4 separate regions of the Mus musculus genome follow, and all the other regions are linked to region 1. Evidence: chromatin contacts called from public HiChIP or PLAC-seq and promoter capture Hi-C data. All regions are on one chromosome and are shown on one strand. Each heading gives the region's core, a stretch centred on a gene start, on an enhancer-like site or on the middle of the called end of the contact. The rest is flanking DNA. Distances are from core to core; before and after follow the strand shown.

Evidence for each region. Promoter capture Hi-C pulls out the DNA fragments that hold promoters and counts their contacts. HiChIP or PLAC-seq counts read pairs in DNA pulled down with a chosen protein or histone mark.
Region 2: a contact with region 1 is called in an H3K27ac HiChIP or PLAC-seq map of large pre-B cells, with 4 times the contacts expected there. The contact joins the promoter of Mfsd5 here to the promoter of 2310068J16Rik in region 1. A contact is called at or near these places in 2 of 39 promoter capture datasets (the C10 cell line and cranial neural crest) and 1 of 115 datasets of contacts at active chromatin or transcription factors (large pre-B cells).
Region 3: a contact with region 1 is called in a promoter capture Hi-C map of pre-B cells, with 4 times the contacts expected there. The contact joins the promoter of Sp1 here to the promoter of 2310068J16Rik in region 1. A contact is called at or near these places in 4 of 39 promoter capture datasets (the 3T3-L1 cell line, the C10 cell line, hippocampal neurons and 1 more).
Region 4: a promoter capture Hi-C map of pre-B cells shows a contact between it and region 1, with 3 times the contacts expected there. The contact joins the promoter of Atf7 here to the promoter of 2310068J16Rik in region 1. A contact is called at or near these places in 1 of 39 promoter capture datasets (pre-B cells) and 1 of 9 other capture datasets (liver).

Annotation. Positions count from the first base shown.
Region 1 is chr15:99,971,959-99,975,181 of GRCm38.p6, forward strand. 2310068J16Rik (RIKEN cDNA 2310068J16 gene) reads right to left here and starts at 1,329. Exons shown (of 1, transcript NR_028124.1): 1 at 209-1,329. It overlaps Larp4 (La ribonucleoprotein domain family, member 4), which reads left to right and starts at 822. Exons shown (of 16, transcript NM_001024526.2): 1 at 822-1,025. The coding sequence starts at 1,008.
Region 2 is chr15:102,277,424-102,280,867 of GRCm38.p6, forward strand. Mfsd5 (major facilitator superfamily domain containing 5) reads left to right here and starts at 2,033. Exons shown (of 2, transcript NM_134100.4): 1 at 2,033-2,206; 2 at 2,754-3,444. The coding sequence starts at 2,772.
Region 3 is chr15:102,404,875-102,408,075 of GRCm38.p6, forward strand. It overlaps Sp1 (trans-acting transcription factor 1), which reads left to right and starts at 1,442. Exons shown (of 6, transcript NM_013672.2): 1 at 1,442-1,548; 2 at 2,898-3,058. The coding sequence starts at 1,542.
Region 4 is chr15:102,623,399-102,627,037 of GRCm38.p6, forward strand. Atf7 (activating transcription factor 7) reads right to left here and starts at 2,066. Exons shown (of 12, transcript NM_001310067.1): 1 at 1,964-2,066.

The sequences.
Region 1 (3,223 bases), core at 79-2,578:
CTGGCTGTCCTGGAACTCCCTCTGTAGACCATGCTGGCCTTGAATTCAGAAATCCGCTTGCCTCTGCCTCCCAAGTACTGGGATTAAAGGCGTGTGCCACCACGCCCGGCTCATGTTTTTTTAAATTAAAAAAAAAAAAAGTGTTTGAAACTGGAGCAATAGAGACTGGTAGAGGAAGAATAACTCTAGTAAAAATAATTAAATATTTGTATACTATTTTATTTGACTATGAAAACATAATAAAGAAGAGATCTAGGCTAATTATTTTTAGTAGAGCATTAAGCATCACAGCGGAGCATCATTATGTTAATGAGACCTGATTCCGAGGGGCTTGGGCTAAAGTTTTATCAAAGTTGTAGCGAAAGGAATCTGACTGTTCCAGCACTCCTCCAACAATACATTCATAGGGTCTTAAGATTAACTTATGCAAAATGCTTAGTAAAGTACAAGCACTGAGTAGCTGAAGAGTATCTTAGCTCCCTCTTCAGCTTTTTTTTTTTTTTTTCTAATGAGGGGCGGGAGGAGCCAGTACGTCATCAGCAGGGGCGGGTGCACTCGGTCGCTTTTTAATCGGACCTAGGTTTTTAACCACGAATCTGCGCAAGGGTTAGCAGTGCGGTGTCAGCTTTTTGGTAGAAAGTACAAATGCTTTAGTGAGCGTTTTGCACAGCCCGGCGCGGCCTCCCGGGCGTCGACCCACACGCGACACGTACCACACACTTTCGCCTTCGCCGCCACAGACGAGCCTGCCGGAGCGAAGCACGCACAGGGGCGGGCAGGCCCTCCGCCCCCGGAAGCAGTTTTCCTCCAGAACCGGAAACAGTTGTTGCTTCCCGGGAGGAGGGACTGGGCGGGTCAGGGCGCAGCGGCTGACGGCGGGGGAGGAGCCGGGTCCACTGCCGGGTGGAGGGGCAAGGCGAGTGTCCTTATCCTACCGACCGGGGCCCGGGCCTGGGAGCCAGTTGGAGTCGCGGCAGCGTGAACGATCGGGCCGAGCGGAAGCAGACATGTTGCTCTTCGTTGAGGTGAGTGGCTCGGGTCGCCCGGTCGGGCTCTGAGAAGAGCCGGAGTGTTCGGGGCGCGGGCCGGTCCCACCGCCATGTGACTTTCCAGGCCGTCCACGCCGCGGAGCCCGACGAGAGGCTGACACAGCACCTGGGCCGTGCAGGCCGTGCAGCCCCGCTGTGCCCTCCGCAGGCCCGAGGAGCCTGTGTGGGTCGAGGCCCCCGGCGGCAGGGAAAGGGAAGGCGGCGCGTCGGGGGCTGGGCTGAGGTGGCGTGAGGAGCCGAGGGAGCCGAGGGTGTCCCATATGGAGCTCCTGAAGGAGGCGAGCGGGCGGGCGGGCGGCGGGGGCGGAGCCTGCGGAGAAAGGGCGATCAGGTGGGCGCGCTGGGGGTGAGCGAGGCCTCGCGGGGCCGCCTGGGACGGAGCGAGCAACATGTGGGAGCGCGGGAGAAGGGGAACTGCGGGCGCGGTGGGGTTTTGTCTCGCTAACTGGGGAGGGGCGTGTTGTTGTTGTTTTTTTTTTTTTTTAAGAGAGTAGAAAGCTCGCCCGCTCCCCCCACCTCCGGACCCCCCAAGCTGCACCAAAATTTTGTTGGGTTGCGTCCGCCGGCTCTGGAACGTTCGAGGGGGGTGCGGGGGGAGAAAGCGAGCTGGTGCGAACGGCGAAGCCCCACAGGGGTCGGAAGCCTTGAAAGGCACCGCTCTGACCTTTTGTAAAAGTTACTCGGGCTGCGGCTGCGTGGTGCGGGTTGATTCCGCGAACCTGTTCGGGGCCAGTTACAAGGAAAATTGCAAAGGAGGAGAGAAACTTAGGTGAAGCCGGGGTTTTGTGGTGGTGTTGGATCGGTGGAAATACCGTTTCTATTGGACCGTCTACCGTCCGCCTGTTTGAGATTTCAAGGTAGTGATTACCTGTCTTAGACAAATAATGAAGTTTAATTTCTCTCGTTTCTGCCCGGTTGTGTTGAGTGAGCATCAGCTGACTGCCTGGCAAATGCTTTGAGTAGATTCCAGATCATATTGTTCTTACATTGTGAAAACGTCAATCCAGCAAAGCTGCAACTTTGCAACTTGGCATTTGTTAACTATGCCCATAAAAAGAATCTTTTCATGAGAGACGGAATCACAGGTTGTATAATGGACTTGGAAGATGGGGCTAACTTAGGGGCAAAGAGTGTTCAGAGTGGTGGTGGGAGAATCTTAGGGTAGTCTGGCATAAAGTAAATAAGCAATTCTTATTTTTCATTGTGTATATTCGTTGTACTTGGTATTGTGTTACATAAGGACATTTTCACACAAACACGTGTATTGTATATTAAGCAAATAACTGCTTATATCTTCTATACTCATTTTCCCTCATTACTGATCTACCTTTCAGTTGATAAGTTTGGGATCCTAAAAATTAGGCGTTAAAGACGCTTAATTAATGTATGCTGAAGGTCAGTAGTATGTATTCATTTGGATATTTGAAACAGTCCACTAAAAATTTCGAACAGTGGACTCAATCTTTCTGTTTATTTTGTTGTTATTAATTTAAGTTCACCTTGGTTTTGAAAAGGACAAGAAATCAGGTTTTATTGTAAGCAGGGCTTAGTTTCCTTTTTAGGAATTACCATGCCGTGCAAATATTGTTCACCCCACCCCCGGAGACAGGGTTTTTTCTTTGTAGCCCTGGCTTACCTGGCACTCCTCTTTAGACCAGACTGGCCTCAAACCCAGAGATCTGACTGCCTCTGCTTCCTGAGCCCTGGGATAAAAGGCATATTTCCAAGTTTAGACATAGTATATGCCTTTACCTCCCAGAGTGCACCTCTACTCCTGGCTCTGCTAATGAATTATTATTGTATTTTCCACCAAACTACTATGTAAATTTAGTTAATATGCTCATTAGTCACTCAGTTCATCATTTTCTCATATGTAGTTTATTGAAAATTAATGTTTTGAAATATATTAAAACCAGTTAGAATTCAGGGGGGGGGGTGGTACACATCTTTAATTCCAGCACTTGGGAGGCAGAGGCAGGTTGGTTAGGCCATCCTGGTGAACAGATCCAATTCCAGGACAGCCAGGGCTACACAGAGAAACCATGTCTTGAAAAACCAACCAAAACAAAAAACCCTGATTTGTCTAACATATCAACAATTTTACAATATTTTGATAATGGTAATTGATTTACTTTGTGATCTTACACATTTCTTGCTTCTTTCTTTTTTTGTTT
Region 2 (3,444 bases), core at 783-3,282, 2.3 Mb after region 1:
GCGTCTCTGAAAGCCAAGTACTTGGGAGGTGGAGGCATGAAGGTCAGGTGTTCAAGGTTAATTTTGGCTACATACTGTGTTGAAGACCAGACTGGTCACACAAGACCTAGTCTATAAAAAATAAATAACCCCCCAAAAGGGGACTAGAGATGTGGGCCAGTTGATAAAGTTCTCATCTAGCACATACAAGGCTCAGCACTCAGGCTCCTAAGACCAAAAATCAAATCGGGCTACAAACTTTAAACCTGCAGATTCATGAGACCCCCATCGCCCCAGACAAAGCAGCACCAGGGTTTGGTCCTTAGCACACAGGTCTTTTCTTTTCACAGTTGTCTGTAATTCCAGTGTCAGGTGATCTGATCTCCGTGGACACTTGGCACTCACATGATGTACAGACACATACGAAGGCAAAACAGTTACATATTAAAATAAAGAAATCTAAAAAAAATCGAGGGAACTCCTCCCCACCCTATCCTTCCAAAAAAAATAATACCCTTTTTTGTGAAAAAGAGGATGGCTAAAAAAGACTTCTTAGGGTCTTTGCTTGTTTTGTTTTTTTTTTTTTAGATTTATTTCATATATGTAAGTACACTGTCACTGTCTTCGGACACACCAGAAGAGGGTGTCAGATCCCATTACAGATGGTTGTGAGCCACCATGTGGTTGCTGGGAATTGAACTCAGGACCTCTGGAAGAGCAGTCAGTGCTCTTAACCACTGAGCCACCTCTCCAGCCCTGCTTTTTTTTTTTTTTTTAATTTATTAAAGATTTACTTTATTTAAAAGTTTATTTTATGTGCATGAGTGTGTGCCTAAGTGACTATACTCTCACTAGTTTCATGCAGGTCTCAGAAGTCAGAAGAGGTCAGTCAGCTCCCCTGGTGGAGCTGGAGCTACAAGCAATTGTGAAAACTACTCTGCATATTACTCTTCAAAAGCAGTAACAAGTGATCTTCCACCCCTCTGCCTCTCCTCTGCAAGAACAGCAAGTGCTCTTAACCTGTTAATCATGGAGCATTTTCGCTAGGATTTATTTATTTATTTATTTATTTATTTATTTATTTATTTATTTATTTATTTGCTTTCCAAGCGCAAGGACTACATGAGCCACCACACCATGAAAGAAAGGGAAGTCCTGGCCAGGCGGTGGCAGCGGCGCATGCTTTTAATCCCAGCACTTGGGAGGCAGAGGCAGGTGGATTTCTGAGTTTGAGGCCAGCCTGGTCTACAAAGTGAGTTCCAGGACAGCCAGGGCTATACAGAAATACCCTGTCTTGAACCCCCCCCCCCCAAAAAAAAAGGAAGAAAGAAAGAAAGAGGTCCTCTCTAATAATAACATGACTTCTGGCGGTAAAGAAGGTAACTATCTTGGGGGGGAACTCTGCAGGAAGCAGTGTGCAAAGGCCCAGGTGGGAGCCGGTGTAGACAGGAGGCCGCGTGGTAGCAGATAAAGTCATGGACATAGCAAAAAGTCCCGGACAGATGCATTTGCATGTCTTTTGAAAGATGTTGGATTCTATCCTTAGTGAAAAGGGAAGCCATTGCAGGGGTCTCCAGGACATAATATTGAATACTGAAACTTAACATTCCAAGAAAAAGCAGATCCTAGGTAGCAGGAGGTGGGAGTCCAGCTCCAGGGCTTAAGTTTTTGTCACTGCTTCCGCAGCCGGACTCCGGCTTTACACCACACCGCCTCCCTCAGGTGTCTGGACAATACTGACTGCTGGCCGGGAGGTCAGGGGAGGTCCAAACCCTAGGGCAGCTCAATTTAGGGCAGCGGAGTTCATTAGCACGTGGTATCCGCTGGCTCTGAGGGACTGCCGGCACCTTTCCTTCTCCTCCTGGAGGAAAACAGAAAATACACTTTCATTCCGGACGACCCCGCGGATATTGGCCAGCTGGAGGACCCTATGGTACCCGCCTGCTCAGGCGCCCAAGAGAACAGCGCACCGCTCCAGCATCCCGGGCCCCATAGGCTCTTCCGCTCCTGGGCGGGGCGCCACGAGGGGGAGTGGCTTCCTGCCGCGCCCCGTCACGTGACGGGGCTATCATGGCGGCGGCCACGAGCCAGCCCGGCTCCCGGAAGCAGGCTGTGAGGGGCGGGCGCGCTGCTGGAACCCGAGCGGAGCCGGAGCCAGTGCGGGGAGGGCGGCCCGGCGGCCTGGAGCCGGACGTGTCCGGAGCGTCCCGGCAGACCGGGGCAGCAGGTGAGATGGGGGCCGGGCGAGGTGCGAGCGGATGAGGGGACGCTCGGCTGAGGCTAGGGGGCGCAAGGAGGGTCAGCCGTGACCCATAGCCGGGGAACCTGCGGTGCGCGCGCGTGACCGCGAAGCATTGGAGAGGCCGGCCCGGGCGGAAGGGATGCTCGGGAATAGATGTGGAGACACTGAGCTCCAAAACTGGCTTATCAGCGAGGATGGGAGGTACAAGAAGCCTGCAGAACCTATCATGGAGATGGGCAGTAGCCCCTTTTGAACTTGAGGGACCGAGATTACTGAAAGGAGTCCCCTTTGCTGTACCAGGCAAGGGTGGAGCGAGTGCTCTGGCCTCTCCCCACTGTCACCCTCCCCCGCCCCACTGAGTCCTAGGAGACAGCCACTCCTCCCACCCACCCAACTGGTCCCTCCAGTCTCAGCTCTGGGGGAGAGAAATTGACAGTGCAGTTGGGTGGAGTTGCCCTCTGCTTAGACACCTAACTCCTCGACTGTGCTACCTGGATTATGGATGTGACTGTGGCCATCGTTCTCTCCCCAGGTCGTCCGGGGGCCCATCATGCTGGTGACTGCCTATTTGTCTTTTGTGGGCCTCCTGGCCTCCTGCCTGGGTCTGGAGCTGTCAAGATGCAGAGCCAGGCCCCCTGGAAGAGCTTGCAGCAACCCCTCCTTCCTTCAGTTTCAACTAGACTTCTATCAAGTCTACTTTCTGGCCCTGGCAGCGGACTGGCTCCAAGCTCCCTACCTGTATAAACTCTATCAGCATTACCACTTCCTGGAGGGTCAGATTGCTATCCTCTACGTCTGTGGCCTTGCCTCCACGGTCCTCTTTGGCCTAGTGGCCTCCTCCCTTGTGGACTGGCTGGGTCGTAAGAAGTCTTGTGTCCTCTTCTCCCTCACTTACTCTCTATGTTGCATAACCAAGCTCTCTCAGGACTACTTCGTGCTGCTGGTGGGCCGAGCACTCGGTGGGCTGTCCACAGCTCTCCTCTTCTCAGCCTTTGAGGCCTGGTACATCCACGAGCACGTGGAGAGGCATGACTTCCCCGCCGAGTGGATCCCAGCCACCTTTGCCCGAGCCGCCTTCTGGAACCACGTGCTGGCTGTGGCGGCTGGTGTGGCAGCGGAGGCCGTGGCTAGTTGGATAGGGCTGGGGCCGGTCGCACCCTTTGTGGCTGCCATCCCTCTTCTGGCTCTGACTGGGGCCTTGGCTCTACGAAACTGGGGAGAGA
Region 3 (3,201 bases), core at 192-2,691, 2.4 Mb after region 1:
TTCACATTTCCAAGGCCATCTCCAAAGGAGCAGAGAGCCTCGGTTCCTATCTTTAAAGTGTTTCCCTTTTTTTACAGGAGCATCCAGCCCGTAAAGTAGGACACATTAAGTGATTAACTGTATTAGTTCCAAGTACTAAACGTGGTGACACCAGTCAGTGACAAAGTTTAAATGAGGAGAAAGAAGGCGAAATGGAGGCCAGAGATTGAGGTGCCTAAGGCAAAATCTTTAACCTTTGTGATTGCAAAAGGAAGTAACTAGGTTAGCGTGCTTTCTACTAAGAGGGAAAATGGAAGTAGTTTATGAGAGCTTGGCTTCACGAAGTTCCCCAGCGTGCGTTACTCTGAAAGCTGAGTTGGTTTAGCAGGTCTGGGGCAGCTTAAGAAAATGGCGCTTGCTACATCTTCCCGAAAGACTTCCATATTGGTCAGCTCAGTCGACTTGGGTTTTCGCGTGCCGTCACCAAGCTGTCGTCCCGCCCGCCGCCGCAGGGCTTCCACCCACGGCCAGGGGGAGCCGCCCGCCCATCCCGGCAGGGGTGACATTCGAGGGGTGCTGTGTAGGAGCGGGGAAGGGACAACCCGAACAGTCTCGGGCGACGCGACACTCTCGCCCTCACGCGTCTCGACTCTGACACTTGTGGAGGGCTCCACTCAAGCGCACACCCTAACGAGGGAAGGAAGCCTCCCGAGGAGGGCCAACATGGCGACCAACTCCTTTTGGCACAGCCCGGTTCCCTCCTCAGGATGGGCGGCCCTGTAACGACCATTGGCCAAAGCTAGAGGCGGTGCCATGCTGCCTTCGCTGCCTCATTGGCTTGAGTATCGGAGGAGGAAGCCTGTTCTCCTCTCCCCATTCCAAGTTCCAGCCTCCACCTTCTCCTCGGCGCGTAATTGGCTGTTCGTTCACGTCAATACGCGTCCTGTTCCGGCTCTTTTCAGTTATCGTCCAATCAGAACTTTCTTAACTGCCCGCCTGAATTCTGATTGGTTTAGGAAGCTTGCTCCTATCCCATTCCGGCCTATTTCTTACTCTTCCCCCTACACGGACTTTGCCCAGGCATGCCCAGGATTCTGGTTGGTCGTTGTCCTGTCTTTCTTACTTAAGCTCTTCCTATCCCTACCGCTCACGGAGCCCGCCTGGAGGTTGACTGGTTTCTCTGCAAGTCCATCGTCATCTCATCCCGCCCACCACCACTTCCTGAGTTTCTAATTGGTTGCTAAAACTGAGAGGGCGGCCTTTCTGGGCGGAAACCAAGTACGCAACTTGCTCTTACACGCCTCAGCGAGAGAGCGAGTCCTACCATTGGGTAGGCAGCCCGCCTTTCCTCTGCAAGGCCCTCCTTTCACCCTCCCTCATTGGGCGGGGCAGTAGATAAGGGGCGGGGATTAGGCCGGGCTTGTGGTGCGCTGCTCCCTCCTCCTTACCCCCCCCTCCCTGTCCGGTCCGGGTTCGCTTGCCTCGTCAGCGTCCGCGTTTTTCCCGGCCCCCCCCAACCCCCCCGTACAGGACCCCCTTGAGCTCGCCCCTCAGCTGCCACCATGAGCGGTAAGGATGAGTCCACTCCGAGCCTAGGGGTGGGAGGGGAGTGAGGGGGCGCGCGCGAGGACCGACCGGGCGGTCCCCGCTGTGAGGGGGGGCGGGCGGGAGGCGGCGGCGGCGGCCTTGGTCCCGCCCGGGGCGGAGGGAAGGGAGGGAGAAGGGGCAGTGGCGGGGCCTCGGAGGAGGAGGGGGATGGGCTACCCGCCCCGGGGGAGGGGGCAGCGTGGCCTCGCCCGCCCCCTGCCCGCCCCGGCCACGAGGGACGGGCCTTACCCCCCACTACCCGGCCGGCCGCCTGAGGCTCCTCCCGTCGGGGGCTGGCGCCGCGGGGGCGGCCCGACCAGTGCAGGCCCCGCCTGGGCCAACCGCCTCCCCGGTCCGCCCGCCCTCCGGTCGCAGCCTGCCCCGGGCCCTCCCCCGCACCCCCGTAAATTTCCCTTCCCCCATCCGACCCGCCCTTGCCACGCCTCTATCCCCGAAACCGCCCCTTCCTTCTTTGGACCGCCTCCTCAGCCCCAAACCTGGGTTCTAATCCCTAGACCCTTACCTGTCCTCTCAGATGTTTCCTCACCTTCTCTTAGGATTTACTCTTTCTCAGTCCCTTCCTGTTATTGTTTACACTAGATCTTTCTTCATCTCTTATAGTCCTAATTTTAGCACACTTTCCATCCACCCACATGTTGGGTCTCCTTTTCCTTCCAGGATGCATTTTTTTTTTTTTTCTTTTTTGAGATAGGTTCTATGTGGTATTCGTAGTAACTCGAAGTTACTATTGCAGCCCTCAGACTTTTAGCTGTCTAGGTGCCTCTTCCTCTTGAGTGCTGGGATTAAGAGTGCTATCAACCCTAAGGAGCAACTCTTTATTTCTGAGACACTGAAATTCCAAATTCCCTTTCTCAAAAGGGCTATTTGTATTGGGATCAGTTCTTACTCTGTAGGCCTGGAAGACCTAGAACTGGTGAACCACCTGGCTCATCCTTCCAAGTCTTGGGATTATAGGTGTGAGTCACCATGCCTAGCTTCCAAAGCAATTTTTGAGTCATTTCTGGGGTTAATTTGTGCATAGGAAAATAGTGGCCTGTCTTGGGCACCATTAAGCTATGTGTCTATGGCTTTGGCATCCCAATTTACTATGTAGCTGAGGATTTCTTTGAACTTTTGCCTCCACTTCCAAATTCTGGGATTTTAGGCTTACCACCATATTTAGACCTATCTGGCTAAGATCTTTTTAAAAACTGTTCTGTCAGTCATTGCTGACGGTCAAATCCTTAATTTTAAATCTTATGTTGTTTTTAACACACCCCCCCCTACACACACACATACACTTAATTTATTTCTTTTGTAATTATTTTTAGACCAAGATCACTCCATGGATGAAGTGACAGCTGTGGTGAAGATTGAAAAAGATGTTGGTGGCAATAATGGGGGTAGCGGCAATGGTGGCGGTGCCGCCTTTTCTCAGACTCGAAGCAGCAGCACAGGCAGTAGCAGCAGCAGTGGTGGCGGAGGAGGGCAGGTGAGTGATCAAGGATGGGGAATGTGTTGAAAGGGTATAAATATTCTTAGAAACTTCCTTAACCAAAAATTCTGGGAAGAAAAATACAGTAGGGAAGTACACTCAGAAAGATAGGTGATCTAGAGGGTCCCCAGATACGAAAG
Region 4 (3,639 bases), core at 816-3,315, 2.7 Mb after region 1:
CTAAAATACTATGATAGCTCTTTTTTGTAAATCTGGATGCAAAGAAAACATGAGAAAATGTTCAATTTCCTGAACTATGAGTCTATTTCACTCACACCACTCAAAATATAAAAAGTGGACTGGGGATAAAGCTCAATGGGTACAGTGCATGCACAAAGCCCTAGGTTCAATCCCCAGCGCCACATAAACTGATAAACTGGGCATGGAAGCGAATGCTTGTATCAACCCTTGGTACGTGGAGATAGAAGGATCAGAAATTTAAAAATGAGTTCAAAGCTAGTATGGGCTACATGACACACTACATAAACCACAGACACACACACACACACACACAAGGGCTAAAGACTGTAGCTCACATGGCAGAGTTCTTACCTACCATGTATAAGACCCTGAGAACCCTAGTACTACATAAACTGGATATGGTGGTACACACCTATTATCCCAGCACTTGGGAGGTGGGTGGAGGATCATGGTCACCCTCAGTTATCTCAGTCTGAGGTGTACTTGGGCTATATGAAACACTGCCCCAATTAATAAACAAGAAAATATACAAGATAATTAAGATTAAGTTCAATCATCCATTAAATAACTCTTAATGAACGAAAGGGAAAATTCACATTTAAGGAAACAAAATTTATTTGTTAGTGTTTAGAGTACCTATAGTTTCTTCAGAAATTATACTGCTGAAAAAATTTTAAACATAGGAAACAAATGAGTTTGCTGAAATTAAAAAAAAAAAAAAACCTGCACATCTCCACAAACCTATACTTCATATGAACCCTGAGAGATATTAAAACACCCTCTGCTAAGCAGAAAACAAAGTTAGGAAAGTAGTAACACGGGAATCTGGGTAGGAGGTGCCCTGGGTAGTAAACACCCCAGTGAGTGCACATAATAAGCATTTCAGAGCAACATAGAAGTCCCAACGGGTCTCCAACTTGGACTGCGAAGTCCCAGGCCCACATCCCTGTGTTCTGAAAGAAATGAAACTTGGAAAGTGGAACACTGGAAAAATGACAATCAGAGTAGCGCCCTACTTTTCTTCTTCTCAACCCCCGGGCCAGCATTTTGGCTGGCTGGTCACCAGTCTGGGTGCCATATCCACCAAAAAACACTAAGCAGTATCCTGGCGGTCTCCCGACTGAAGAAAGAACCAGACTGTATGTCAGTCGCTGTCTCTTCTCCAAATATCCCCCCTTACCCTCTGGATTTCCATATTATCACCGAAGCGATGCCTTCTAGCAACCCAACCCACTCACATGTCCTCCTAAACTCATCCACTTAATCTGTCCAGATCCATACTTTCTGACACCGTGTCTCTTGCTCAGATTCTTCTGAATTCAATCGAAACGCCAGGACCCCCGTTTCCCAATGCTCCACTTCGACCACACAACGCGTGCTTTCACCTGAGCCAGGCTCTCGTCACCCAAACCTACCTCCTGCCTATTTACCTCTGCCTTCTGCAGTGCCAAGCCCTAAACCCACTTTTTGGGAAATCTTTTGAGTCTTCAACCTAGTTTAGCAGTCCTCCTCTATCTTCCACTCCAAGATCCCTCCATTAGACTTCCACTAGACTTCGCTTCCCTCAGGATTCAACCCCCCTTTCCTCGCCACGCCCTGTGCCCCCCGGGGCTACTTACCCCAAGTTCTCCCCACACTTCAGTCCTCTGGCCCCGCCTTCCTCCAAAAGGAAGGAGGCGGGAGAAGAGAAGAGGGCGGCACTCCGCAAGGTAAAGGCGATCTCCCATTAGCGCTCATGGCCGCCAATTGTGGCTTCCTTCTCTCCTATTGGTTGTCTTTAGCCTACGCCCCACCCTCTTCCTCAGACAGGCCTGGCCACCGCCTCAGCGCCCCCGTCCAACAGACTGGGAGGGGAGACCCCGGCCCGGGACGCTGGGACTGGCCAGAGTAGAAGGAGAGACTCCTGTCAGGCCACGGACTAGCTAATGTTAACAGGACTCACCCGCTGGTAGCTCCGGCGCCTCCCGCCCGCCCGCGCTCGGTCCCACAATCTGTCTCCTGCTCCTCCTTTCCCCCCTCAGCGGAGCAGATACTTTCCTCCCGTCCGGCCAGGCGTGTTCACTTCTCGCGAGAAGTGGGGGCGAGGGCGCGACTCGTGGGGCTGAGTTGGACCAGGGCCTAGGGGCGGGGCTTGCTGTGAGCGTGGCTTGAGTGGAAGGTTGGGCGAGCGCTGTACACACGACTCGCACGTGTTCGGCTGCAAAGTGTGGGCAGCGCGGGGAGAGCGGCCCTGGCGTCTAACGCTGCCGATCTGTCTGTAGCTGTGGAGGTCCGAAGGTGAAGCAAAGGCAGGGAGGGACTGAGAGTGTCTCAGGCAGCCCTCGGATAAAGGGGAATTAAGGGAGCGGAGCCAAGAGAGGGACTTCAGTCACCAAGCTGGTCATTAGTTGTGTGGAGGAAGTTAAGCAAGAGTCGATCCGAGCAGGTGACTGCTTGCACTTTCTGCTTTACACTTGACAGCACCTCACTGGCCGAAGCCCCTGCCCGGTGTGTGCTGTGTGTGAGCTACGATGGTAGTGTGAGGAAGTACGTTCAACTCCAGCCTCACCGCGGCGGCGCCCGCCTCTAATCGCCACATGGAGGCAGGCGGATCTCTGTGAGTTCGAGGCCAGCCTGGTCTACATAGCGAATTCCAGGACAGCCAGCGCTATCCTTGTCTCAACAACCCCCCACCCCACCCCCAAAAGACCATGGATGATCACCAGTCTAGCCTTCTGGGCCAGTGGGAAATCCCGCGTTAAACAAACAATAAAAATAAGGGGGATAGCTCTGAGGAACCAAACCTGAAGTTGTCATCTGGTCTCTTGGACAACCCTCCATACCTGTGAACAACACACACACACACACTTACAGAGAGAAAGTAGGACTGTTAGTGTAGCTCAGTGTGAAGCCACAGCACAGTGATTTTTTTTTTTAAAATTTGTATATGTTACCCAGCAAGTATTTTATTGAAATACCAACAGCACATACTACGTCAAAAACAAAAGCACACACAACACTGTCCTGGTCATGTGGAAAATTTCTCTGACAGAATTTTTATTTTACGGTTGAGGGAGAGATAGGTCATAAGTCAATAATTATACTTACTTCAGAAAGTGAAGAGCTTTTCAGGGTAATGAGACCGAAAGCAACTCTAAGAGGGGAAAAACACTATTGCTAGTATTGAGAGAAGTCCTCTTGAGAAAGTTATTTATTTATTTATTTATTTATTTATTTATGAATGAGGCAGGGCTTATTTTGAAGCCAAGCTGTCCTGAAACTCATTTTCCTGTGTCAGCCTCCACCTAAGTACTTGTATTAAGTATGAGCCACTTGTCTGGCCTGAATGTATACCATCTACATACCAGATGCCTACCTGTGGAGGCAAGAAGAGGGCACCAGGTACCCTGAAACTAAAGTTACAAATGGTTGAGACCTGCAGTGTCAGTGCTGGGACTAGAAACAAGGTCTTCTGGAAGAATGGTCTGTCCTCTTTTAACTGCTGAGCCATCTCTTTAGCCTGAGGAGTTGAATTATTAAGAGACAGCCTTGAGACTTTCAGGAGAACATCAAATATAAGAGCTACATTTGAAAAACTTATCCTGAAGAAGAGGCAGGCAGGTCTCTGTGAATTTGAGA